Linked DNA regions of Sus scrofa: regions 2 and 3 are each linked to region 1. A link is a contact called in public Hi-C and HiChIP or PLAC-seq data. All regions are on one chromosome and are shown on one strand. Each heading gives the region's core, a stretch centred on a gene start, on an enhancer-like site or on the middle of the called end of the contact. The rest is flanking DNA. Distances are from core to core; before and after follow the strand shown. Region 1 has its middle 20 kb from the start of PDYN. Region 2 has its middle 90 kb from the start of SIRPA. Region 3 has its middle 110 kb from the start of SIRPA.

Region 1 (3,860 bases), core at 168-2,667:
GCAGGGAACCTTTACTGTATACAAAAATACTCCTGATACTGACAATCCCACGCTCACTCGGGAGTTAAGCTGGGGGGTTGTGGGTCCCTGCTGTCTCCCTAGTGATGCCAGCTGGGCGGGGAGCATTTAAGGGGACAGAAGTGGCAGGACATGGCACCTGACTGGATGAGGGAAGGGCAAGGAAAAAAGGCATCAAGAATGAATGGCCTGCAGGTCAGCACAGATGTGTGAGCTCAGAGGGCCCAAGGAGGTTGCAGGCATTCCTGGCAGGTCACCGCTGTCCCATCTCACCCATCTCAGCCTCCTAAGTTGATACATTGGTCTTCATGGAAGGTTCTCCTTTAGGAAAAAGGTCTTGAGAGACAGGCTGATACCAAGACCCTCAGAGGAGCTGTGGAAGAGAGGGCATCTCTGAGAGCCATCTCTGCCTTGTGCCTGGGCAGATAATAATCTGAAATAATAATAATCCGGACATAAAAATTATCCGAAAACAATCATCACTGGCTTTTGTAGTCAATGCTGTGGGAGCCACACCCAGATTCCATTTCTGGCTGTGGCACCCCTCCCCTCCCCCATTGCTTTCCGTCTAGGCTCTCACCACCACCGCCCTCTTCTCCAGAAAACTGCCCTCTCCCCAGCAACTCTGCCTTTCCCCACCCTGGCCTGGGGTGCAAAAGACCTTGCATGGGTGCGATTCGTGCTCCAGAGCTTACTTGAGGTCAGGCTGCAGCAAGTCCACCGACAAGGCCACTTTCTTTCCACCTCTATGTGGAAAGTGATACTAGCTGCCAATGAAATTCACCTCACGTTCAAGTTTCCACCTTGACCCTCAGCTTCTTCCCATACTGGAGAGCCACCACCAAAGGCCCTCAGTGTTTGTGGAGTGAATGACTTGAGTTATGGAAAGCCCAGGCACATAGTAGGCCCTCAATTTAGTTCCCAACGCTCCTCAGAGACCCAGTATCTTTCTCAGTGATCCAGAAAAATTTCAGGGGACATCTGGTTCCTTTGTAAGTGACCTTGCTCTAGCCTTCAAAGCTGTATCTGCTCTTCGCCGAGACCTTAAGGGGGCAGGAACTCTTGGCCCCCTCTTCCTGTAGGTCTGCAAAGATACTGCATCCACAGGAGGTGGCAGCCCCAAGGCAGGTGGCCAGCAGCCACCTGTGTCTGATCTGGGAGCGCCCCCTCGTGGTGAGACAGAACAATACATGTTGAGGGTGGTTTTTCCACCATGCAGGTGGTCTTGTGGTTCAAACTCCAGGAGACAAGAAGAAAATGAGGATTTAAAACTGGAACTCAAGGGCTTATTTGATGTAAATGGGCGGCCGTTAGCATTAAGACAAGAGGTCTCTATGCTTCCTATTAAAGGAGGCTGTTCTTCCGTGCTGTCTTTTCTCTTTGGCTGTAAATGATTAAGCAATTTCCTCACTGCAAAGAAAAGGAAATGTCTGGCCACAGCTCTCTTCTGCACTGGTGGAAAGTGAGCTTGGGCAAGTGGTTTCAGAAATTTAAGCCTCACTCGAGAACAAAGCACTTTTCTTTCTCCGCCCATTCCGTCTTTTCTCCACCCAAAATTTAAAGTAAGATAAAAACAGCCCCAATTTATTTTGTCCACCTATCCCTGCTTGGGGCTCTGGGGGGAAATTTTAGATAATAATGATGATGATAAAAGCAACAATAATAAACTGTAAATGCCGAGGGCTCTCAACTGAGATTGAAATGGCTGAGTGGATGAACATTTCATGAGTACAGACCAGAATCCTGGAAGGTGCTATGGGTTAAATTCACCTGCTCAGATGTATAAGTGAGGAAATGTGCTTCTCTGAGAGAGGAGACATAGCAGGGGCTTTGTAGTATTAAAAAAATATATCCAGTAGGAGTTCCCTTGTGGCCTAGTGGTTAAGGATCTGAAAAAAAAATTGTATATATATATATATATATATATATATATATACACACATATATACATCCAGTGGATATTTCAAGTAGTACAAAGAGAGTGGGGGGACTAGAGTTACTTAACCTTTGTTAAGCCCTTATTATTGCCAGGTGGCTATTATTATAATTATTATTATCATTATTTTTTTTCTTTGTTTTTTTAGGGCCATGCCTATAGCATATGGATGTTCCCAGGCTAATTGATACAGCACACACAGCCACAGCAATGCCAGATCCAAGCTGAGTCTGTGACCTACCCTGAAGCCCACAGCCACGTGGGTTCCTTAACCCACTGAGGGAGGCCAGGAATCAGACCCGCATTATCATGGATACTAGTCAGGATCATTACAGCTGAGCCACAATAAGAACTCCTATTATTATTACTATTATTATTACTATTATTATTATTATTGACTGCCTTGAAGCATATGGAGTTCCCAGGCCAGGGTTCAGATCCCAGCAGCAGTTGCTGGTTGCTACCTATGCCACAGCTACAGCAACACCAGATTCTTAACCCACTGTGCCGGGCCGGGGACCAAACTTGCATCTGAGTGCTTCAGTGATGCCGCTGATCCCATTGTGCCACAGTGGGAACTCTGGGTAACTCTTATTATTGGATTTTTAAAATAGCCTTGACACATGAAGATAATCATTTTAGAGATGAGGAGACAAGGCTTAAAGAAGGAAAGGGATGAATTCAAAGTGACATAACTGAAAACCAAAGAATTGGGATCAGAATCCAAGTCTTTTAAATCAGCCTCAGTGCTTGCCACAGCACTGGGTCAACTGGTCTACCAACATTCATTTGTTCATTAGTTTATTTGACAGATGTTTATTGAGTACCTACTATGCACCGGACACAGTGCCAAGCTATGACTGCTTGGGTGGTCCAGATTATCCTTGGCATTCCCGTATTCACCATTTTTGTTCATCACTCATTCACTTATCTTCTTTTTTATTTTATTCATGCAAACGGTTTACTTATTTATTTATTTATTCATTAATCCCCTCACTTATTTCCTCATTTACTTATTCATTGACCCACTCCCACATCAATTCACTTGCTCATTCATTTTTTATGATTATTCACTTATTTATTTGCCTGCTCATTATTTGCTCTTTCTCTTATTCCATTGATCATTCACTTGTTTACTTATCTCTTCACTAATTCATACATTCACTTAACGGTATATCTCTCCATCTCTCCATCTGTTGCTCCACCTATGCTTCACATAACCATTTATCCATTCTCCATCCATATCTCCATTCATCCATCCGTCTACTTTTTTTTTTTTTTTTTTTGTCTTTTTGCCATTTCTAGGGCCGCTCCCACGGCATATGGAGGTTCCCAGGCTAGGGGTTGAATCGGAGCTGTAGCCACCAGCCTACGCCAGAGCCACAGCAACGAGGGATCCGAGCCGCGTCTGCAACCTACACCACAGCTCACGGCAACGCCGGATCGCTAACCCACTGAGCAAGGGCAGGGACCGAACCCGCAACCTCATGGTTCCTAGTTGGATTCGTTAACCACTGCGCCATGACGGGAACTCCCTGTCTACTTTTTCATCCGTGGATTCCACCAGCCATTCTTTCCTCAGTTCCTCCTTCCATTCATCCATGCCTCCATCTACCTCCATCCTTTAAGGCCTCATGTTGACCTGAAAATCAAGAAGTAGATAAAGCTCAGTTTCATCCAGTGGCGGTGAATACGAAGAAAGCCCAAAACGTCACTATGACCAGGCAATGGCAGAGCACAGAGGGAATCCTAAATCGCCTGGGGGGTGGAAAATCCTGGAGAAAGTAGTAATTTAGGACAGAGGGAATAACACCTGCACGTGCTTGGAGACAGAGCAGGCAGCCTGCAAGTGTGAATGGCACTTGGAGATGAACGGAGGGAAAGGAAGATTGGGTCCAACTGCCTG
Region 2 (4,301 bases), core at 497-2,996, 160 kb after region 1:
GTGGTAGGTGGAGTCACCCTCAGAGCCTGAATCCAGAGCTGGTCTCCAGCAATACTGGACACTCGAGTAAATTGTTGAGCCTGTTTTGCCATGAATATATTATTCAATTTCTCATTTTTCTTGAAGAGTTGATTCAACCTCCATTTTCCCATCCAGGAAAGGGGGAGATAATTAATCTGCCTCGTGGATCTGCTGTGAGATCCTGCAAGCAAGCACATTTATTTAGAGTATTTGGAACAGAAGCCTGGCACTAGCAGTGTATTTGTGTTTGCCATTAAATTAACACTTGTTATTTGAAATTATCCTGTCTGTTTGTTCCTTTAGTTTTTTATTGCCTCCCTTCTCTCTCTGAAAGGCAAACGTCCCACTTGTGTCTGGATAAACAGATTCCAGCAAGGAGCCGGCAAAGGGCCCAGCCCTTCTGCAACGTCTCCCGTCTCCCGGTGCAGATGGGGAGGCCGAGGCAGGGGTGGAGGGCTGCGAGCGAGCGAGGCTGAAGGAACCAACCCGCTGCGCTGTCGGGCACTCTCTGCGCCCCTCTTTTGCAGGCGGGCACAGAGATGCTGCCAGCTGCGAGTTTCCGTGTCGCAGGCGTTCTGCCTCCCAGCGCGTTTGTCTTTCAAGGCCAGACAGAAGCGATCGCGGAAAAGCCGCCTGCATCCTGCGTCAGCTGCGGTTCAGTATTCAGTCTTCTCACCCCGGTTGGAACAAAGGCATCTTCTTGAAAACAGTAACTTCGTTTGCTGAGATGGCCGGTTTGGAGGTGCCCTGTGCGCTCCAGCGCCCCCGCAGTCCGCCCCCTCCCCCGGGCTGCCGGACAAGCTCCTGCCTCTGAGCTGCACTTCTGCGGAGGCGCAGGGACCGGCGGGTTCTAGTCCCCAGGTCTCCGCCTCTAGGTCTCTGCCCCGGCCAGCTCCTCCGCGGCCATGCGCGGCCTCTCCTCGCCCGTCAGACGGGGCGAGAGCTTGTAGGTACCGGGCCTACGCAGCCGCCTGCAGCGGACCGCAGCGCGCAGGAGGGGCTTGGTGCATATGGGCTCCCGTGTCCCTTTCCGATGCTGTTTCTCAGCTACCTCTTTTGAAATCCCTCCCAACCTCCCTTGGGGACAGGATAAGTTAAGCGGTCAGAGCAGGGGTTCGGGAGGCAGGGAAACCTGCCTCCAAACCCTACCGGACCGCCGGCTGTGCAGCCAGAGCAAGTTACCCTCTTGAGGCCACAGCTTCCTCATCTGTAAAATGGGGATGGAATAGTCAATAGGGTGATCCGTTCAGTCATTGCCACAAATTGCTTGATTCACTAGTATAGTCACTTTTTACAGTGTACAAATGTGGAACAGGTTCAAGGTAGGAAGGGGCTTTTTCAAGGTCGCAAGGCAAACCCTCCAGATCTCCTGAGGGTTTAGTCTTCAGCAGCCTAAAGGGTGAGTTCCCCAAGGGGTTTTATAAAGTCGGATGGCGGTGCGCAGCAAGGAGCTTTAGGGTCATCTCTCTTTCTATGGGCTCTCTGCCCCCACCCCCAGCCCTTAAGACGCACGCATTACCATGGGAACCGGAAGGGTAATGGCTGGCCGATCCTGAGCCTGTTCTGCATGTCTCTCTCCCAAGCCGAAACCATTTATTATTGTTGTTGTTATTATTTTTTAAATGTAATACAGAAAGCCTTGGCTGGGTAGGCGCCAGCCGGCTATTCAGAGCAGCCCCTAACCCCTCCGCAGCTCCCTACCAGGAAGGAAGCCTCAGGTTGCCCTCTAGTGGCCGGCGGGGTTATGCAGGTCCGTGAAGCTGACAGACAAGGGAACCAGAAAAACAAGCTTCTCTTCGCATGTGGTGGAGGCTGTCTGAAAGAGGGAGGGAGAAAATACAGCCTGGTCCTCTCACTGCTATTTGTGGTCCTGGTGGATCTCTCAGGAATCTTGGGAATAGAGAATAAAAGACCAAATTTGAAAGGCACAGGAGTTTTTTTCATTCTGCTTTTATTTATTTTTGAATAGATGACACATTTACATGATTCAAAAGATAAAAGGCTGTAGAGTGAAGAGGAAGTCTCCCTTCCACTCTTGGTCCCCGCCACCCAGTTCCCCTTCCTAGAGGCAGGCATTGTCATGTTTCTCACATCTCCTCCTGCAGAAAGCCTATGCAAACACAAATATTTTACAGGTTTAGTAGCTTCCTCTGTATACTCTTTTGCATCTTGCTGCTTCACTTAAAAATGTATCATGGGATTTGTTCCATATTGATTCATGGACAGCTGCCTCATTCTTTTGAACAGCTGCATAATATTCCATTGTCCGGATCTCATAATTATTTGATCAGTCTTCTATTGACAAGACTTTAAATTGCTCCTAATCTTTTGTAATCATGATGTTACAACAAAAACCTTGTACATACACTGTTGTGCATATGAGTAAATCACTTAGCTGTTGCTGTATAACAAACACAAGTTTTTCAACAAAAGGCTTTTGTTACTGTTCAGATGGATCACTGCTAACCCTGCTGATCTGGGTCAGGCTGGGCTCATTTTGTGTTGGCTCCTTGTGTGAATGGATTGGAGGGTGGCTCTTGCTGAGGTCTGGCTGGTCTAGGAAGAATGGGCTCAGTCACATGTGTAGCAGTTGGCTGGTTGTCAGCTGGGGTAAGAAGGGTGCTTGGGCCATGTCTCTTATCAAGCAACATGCAGTCTGGAAACTCCATGACTGGTATCCCATTCCATCATGTTCTGTTAGTCCAAGCAAGTCACAGGCTAGATTCAAGAGGTGGGGAAAAGGAAACCACCTCTCTGAGGGAGGAGCTGTAAATTCATGTTGCAAAGGGTATGACGCAAGGGCCATGGATTATTGTGGCCATTAAGAAATATATTTCTTTTTTTCTTTTTTTTTTTTGGTCTTTTTGCCTTTTTCTAGAGCCACACCTGTGGCATATGGAGGTTCACAGGCTAGGGGTCTAATCAGAGCTGTAGCCACCGGCAACACCAGATCCGAGCCACGTCTGCGACCTACACCACGGCTCACGGCAACGCCAGATCCTTAACCCACTGAGCAAAGCCAGGGATCGAACCCACAACCTCATGGTTCCTAGTTGGATTCATTAACCACTGCGCCACAACGGGAACTCCCAGAAATATATTTCCATAGTGTTTTTAGTTTATAATGGTTAGCTTTACAGACAAGTTGCAAGGATAGTACAGAGTTCCTGGACCCCTGCACACTACTGCCCCTATTGTTAGCATCTTGTATTCCTGGAATATGTTTGTCAACTAAAGAGCCAATATCGATACATTATTATTAGTTCAAATTATTATTAGCTCAACTCTGTTCTTTATGCAGATCTCATTGGCTTTTCCTTAATGTCTTTTTCTGTCTCAAGAGCCCATCCAGGATGCCACATTACATTTCATCATTATGTCTACTCAGGTTCCTCTTGGCTGTGACAGTTTCTCAGACTTACCTTACTTTTTTTTTTTTTTTTTTTGAAGACTTTTCCGATATTGAGGTGTGCCAGTCTGGAGGTCTGTAGAATGTTCCTCCAGTTGGGTGTTAGGTGTTTTTCTCATCATTAGACTGGAGTTAGGGCTTCTGAAGAAGCAGACCACAGAGATGAAGTGTTGTTCGTCACACATGCCATCATCTACCATTAATGACGTTAACTTTAGTCCCCCGGCTGAGGTAGTGTTGCCACGTTTCTCCCCTGGAATGTTACTGTTTCCCCCTCTTTCCATACTGTTTTCTGAGAAAGGAAGTCCCTCTGTAGAGCCCACATTTAACCAGATGGAGAGTTGTTCTCCACTTCCTTAAAGGGGCAGAATAAATTATTTGGAATTCTTCGGCTATTTGTGTATTCCATCATTTATTACATCAACAGGGTTTCTCCAAGGAACCCAGTTCCTTTTATTGAAGGATGGTATTAGAAACCAAGTTCTGGGTGCTGAGTGTGCTTGTTGCTACTGGGGGGCCACTCCCAGTGGGCAGAGCTAGGAAAGACATGTATGTATACGAGATGGTAGGTACACATAACTGTAGTTATTTCTACATCTGCCCATTAGCATTGATGTTAAGTTAAACATGAATGTATGCTAATGTCGCCAACACATATACAGTTGAGTCTATTTGTCTCCTCTTGTTTATCTGTAATCGTTGCCCCCAAATTCAAAAATGAGAAACCTGGCTCCCACCATCTGCCATGCATTTACCTAACTGTTCAACTCTAGTACATGGATGAGAGTTTAAGAATTGTTGACCCATCCTCCCATGAGGTGTGACTTTACCAACTAGAGCATAGTGCTATGGACGCTTCTTTTGGTCTTTA
Region 3 (3,828 bases), core at 483-2,982, 180 kb after region 1:
GCTTGTGGCAACACCAGATCCTTAACCCACTGAACGAGGCCAGGGATCGAACCCCACCTCCTCATGGACACTATGTCTGGCTCTTAACCCCCTGAGCCATGATGGAAACTCCCCGCTACCCCTATTTAATGAATGTTAACACTTAGCTCCATTTGCCTTACATTGAGAATACAAAAAAAAATTATTCCAGGGCTTCCTGGTGGCCTAGCAGTTAAGGATCTGGCATTGTCACTGCTATGGCTCCGGGCACTTCTGTGGTATGGGTTTGATCCCTGGCTGGGAACTTCTGTGTGCTGCAGGTGCAGCCAAAAATATGTGTATATATATATATGTATATATATATATATATTTTTTGAAAACATATAACTTTTTTGAAAACAGGTAACTGATTGAAGAGCGAGAGCTCTAGGGAGGGGTCCTGGGAAAGGTGGACATAAGGGACAAGCAGGCAGGTATAATTTCAATAGATGTTCCTTTCTGCTTCTTTGTCCAGCTGTCCCCACCCTGAAGATCACCACCAAGCCCTCTGGGATGCAAATCCAGGTACATCGGAGAGTGAATCTCACCTGCCACCTGAGCCGCTTCTATCCCTCTCACCTGCTCCTCACCTGGATGGAGAACAGGCACAAAGTTCAGACCATGGAGTCCCCCCAGGTCACCAGAAACCCAGATGGGACCTACTGGCAGGCAGAGGCCAGGCTGGATGAGAGCAAGTTTGCCTGCTGGGTGGTCCAGGATAAGCAGCCCCCAGTCCAGGCCAACATCACCCTGCGGGCTCAGGTGCCCAGGCTGGGGAAAGATGGGTGCAGCCTCTCACCAACCCCTCTGGGCAGCATGGCTGGGAGGGTCAGGGGTGAAAACACAGGCCACCTGCCTGGAGTGCAGACAGAAGTAGGTCAGGACTCAGGAAACCAAGGGTTCAGGGTGAAGGAAGGGAGGACGCCCTGGGCTGCTGATAAAACTCTCAGGCACTCACCCCAAATTCCATTCCTCCCTCCTCCACATCCTTCTCAAGAAGAAAGTGTGGGACTTCTTTTCCCAATTCCATGCACTCTTCTGGTTGAAATTTCTCTACCTTCATACTTGGCTTGGGGAAAAGGCAGACTATAAGGACAGCTGGGCCACCGAATCCCTTCTAGGAAGGCTTTAATCAATCAAGACTGGTTCAGGGCAGTTTCTAGAAGGCGTTTTTCAAGAGAGGCCAGAATTCTTTTTTTTTTTTTTTTTTCCTTTTCTTTTTTTGCTTTTTTAGAGCCATATCTGCGGCATATGGAAGTTCCCAGACTAGGGGTCGAATTGGAGCTACAACTGCCAGCCTACACCACAGCCACAGCAATGCCAGATCCGAGCCCCATCTGTGACCGACACCACAGCTCATGGCAACACCGGATCCTTAACCCACTGAGCAAGGCCAGGGATCGAACCGGCAACCTCATGGATACTAGTCGAGTTGGTTACCGCTGAGCCACGACGGGAACTCCTGGAGAGGCTAGAATTCCTGACAGGATTACCTGGGAAGCAGGGAAGGTGCAGGTGCAAGATTTGTATTCTCTCTACCGGGGGTTTCTCTCTCACACACACCTCTTTTTTCTCTCTTCTCCTCTCCCTTGCCCCTCATTTTCTTTTTCTCTCTCTCACCCCATCCAAATCTACCTCCTCTTCCCTACCTAGCTACCTTTTGTGTCCTAGATGACATTCTCCACTAGGGGGAGCTGTCCACCAGCAGTTCAGACTTTGCGGAAAGACCTGCTTTCCTCGGTTCTGCAGGAATCAGCTTGGGAGAAGGAATGACTGAGCCAGAAGAGATGAGATGGGGAGGGAAGGGAAGGAGGAGAGAAGGGAGCATTAGAACTGGCCAGGCCTGGACCAGCCAAGGGCGAGCCAGAATGTGCACTGACAGCTCTCCAGAACCATAGGAGGTGGGATAGGACAGCTCCCTACTGGCCCTGTCAGCTGCCGTGAGCTACTACCTGGGAAAGGGTAGACAGGATGCTGGGCTGCAAAACCACATGAATTCCCAACAGGGGCATTGCTGCTGCATTCACACTCTCCCGGAAAGAAGTGGCCTTTATCCGCCTGCTCTAAGAATTCTTGGGCAAATGACCCCATCCCCTTGCAACTTCTCACTGTCTTTTTTTTTTTTTTCTTTGTCCGGCCAAAATTTAAAAAAGATCCATAAAGTGGGCTATACAGATCTGGGTGAAAAACTCCAAACTGGTCCTTTCTGACCAGAAGCAACTTACGTTATTTCTTTACTGACTCACGCCGAGTTTGTTCCTCTCCTGTCTTATTTTCTCTTTCACCTGCAAACCTGTATCCTGCCCCCTGCTGCAAGGTAACCCACCCCCACCCCCGCCGCACCCCACCCTGTGAGCATCGCTCTGATTCTCCCACACCCTGTGCAGGTGTTTGGTGTGCCCTGTGGTCTGCAGTGGGGAAGGGCAGCTTCCTCTTCTGGTATCAGGCTCCCTTCTGCGTGGTGCTAATGTACCTTTGCATTTACAGCTCCTCAGTGTGAGCTCTAAACCCTTCCTCAGGTCCACTCCTTACACACTTACACACCTCTATACTCTGCTCATGTCGGCTGACACCTGTAGCACTTGCTGTGTACCAGGTGTCCTCACGTATGTTACCTGATATACGACAGCTGGAACCGCAGCAGAGGGACCAAGGTCTCAGGGGTCTCAAATAGCAGAGCTGGGACTGAGGGCAGGACTGTCTCCCCACAAATTCAATGTATTTTCTTTTCTTTTTCTCCCCCTTTTTTTTTTTATGGCTGAACCTGCAGCATATGGGTCAGATTTGAGGCTCATTTGCGACCTATGCCACAGCTTCTACAGTGCCAGATCCTTAACCAACTCAGCAAGGCAAGGAGTCGAACCCCCATCCTCACAGAGACAATGTCAGGTCCTTAACCCACTGAGCCACAATGGGAACTCCTCAGTGTATCTTCTGAAATTTTCCCTTCACCCTGCCTAAGAATATAAATCTCAGTGTTATCTCACGTCTTTCTCAAATTTCCCTCTTAAATACTCCATATCTGATATTTTTCTCTTCCTGAACTGTCATGTCTGCCCGCACATTCAGTTCTCACAGCTGGTCCTGAAACTATGGGGTCTCCTGCAAGTCCTGATCAGAGGCTCATTTTTTTTTTTTTTTGGCCTTTCAGGGTCGCACCTGCAGCATATGGAGGTTCCCAGTCTAGGGGTCCAATTGGAGCTACAGCTGCCAGCCTACACCACAGCCACAGCAACACAGGATCTGACCCTTGTCTGCAACCTACACCACAGCTCACAGCAACACCAGATCCTTAACCCACTGAGCAAAGCCAGGGATCAAACCCGCAACCTCATGGTTCCTAGTCAGATTCGTTTCCACTGTGCCAAGATGGGAACTCCCAGAGGCTTAAACTTTACCCCTCTCCTCTGTGCTGAGACCCTCACGGCCTTGAAGCACACACAGGCTCTTATGTTTGGAGGTGGCTAAATATTGGAGTCCAACAGATCAGTGTCACCTGGCAGGGCTGCCACGGGCCTCCTGAGACCTCAGCAAAGCACTGCCCCTTCCTGAGCTCAGTTTTCCCATCTGTGCAATGACAGTTTTATGCCCACCTCGTGGGGACCAGGTGGAGACTCCTTTTCCTTGACCCAGCTTGGTGCCCAGACAATGGGGCAACAGTGGGTGCTTTGTGATGCCCACATACAGTCTCCATAGTGGCCAGCCCAGAGCTGGGTTGAAAGCAGGAAAATTCACTGATCGTTAAGGGGACAGCTATGAAGAAGCAGAGGCAGCTGTGGTGTAACAGGAAGAGCCCTTGACTGGAGTCAG

The links. Hi-C and Micro-C count contacts between places; a contact is called where the count stands out from the background. HiChIP or PLAC-seq counts read pairs in DNA pulled down with a chosen protein or histone mark.
Region 2: a contact with region 1 is called in a Hi-C map of alveolar macrophages, with 2.9 times the contacts expected there. The contact joins two enhancer-like sites. A contact is called at or near these places in 7 of 47 Hi-C or Micro-C datasets (alveolar macrophages, embryonic fibroblasts, fetal heart ventricle and 3 more).
Region 3: an H3K27ac HiChIP or PLAC-seq map of alveolar macrophages shows a contact between it and region 1. The contact joins two enhancer-like sites. A contact is called at or near these places in 5 of 47 Hi-C or Micro-C datasets (embryonic fibroblasts, fetal heart ventricle, heart right ventricle and 2 more) and 1 of 2 datasets of contacts at active chromatin or transcription factors (alveolar macrophages).

The regions. Positions count from the first base shown.
Region 1 is chr17:33,534,769-33,538,628 of Sscrofa11.1, forward strand. No RefSeq gene overlaps it. Among named protein-coding and RNA genes, the nearest start is that of PDYN, 20 kb to the left of the region's middle. Within about 2 kb of position 1,418, at least 3 of the 83 cell types and tissues checked have an H3K27ac peak or open chromatin away from gene starts, as enhancers often do. A contact at or near this core is called in alveolar macrophages, where this site is marked.
Region 2 is chr17:33,698,770-33,703,070 of Sscrofa11.1, forward strand. No RefSeq gene overlaps it. Among named protein-coding and RNA genes, the nearest start is that of SIRPA, 90 kb to the left of the region's middle. Within about 2 kb of position 1,747, at least 15 of the 83 cell types and tissues checked have an H3K27ac peak or open chromatin away from gene starts, as enhancers often do. A contact at or near this core is called in alveolar macrophages, where this site is marked.
Region 3 is chr17:33,718,074-33,721,901 of Sscrofa11.1, forward strand. No RefSeq gene overlaps it. Among named protein-coding and RNA genes, the nearest start is that of SIRPA, 110 kb to the left of the region's middle. Within about 2 kb of position 1,733, at least 3 of the 83 cell types and tissues checked have an H3K27ac peak or open chromatin away from gene starts, as enhancers often do. A contact at or near this core is called in alveolar macrophages, where this site is marked.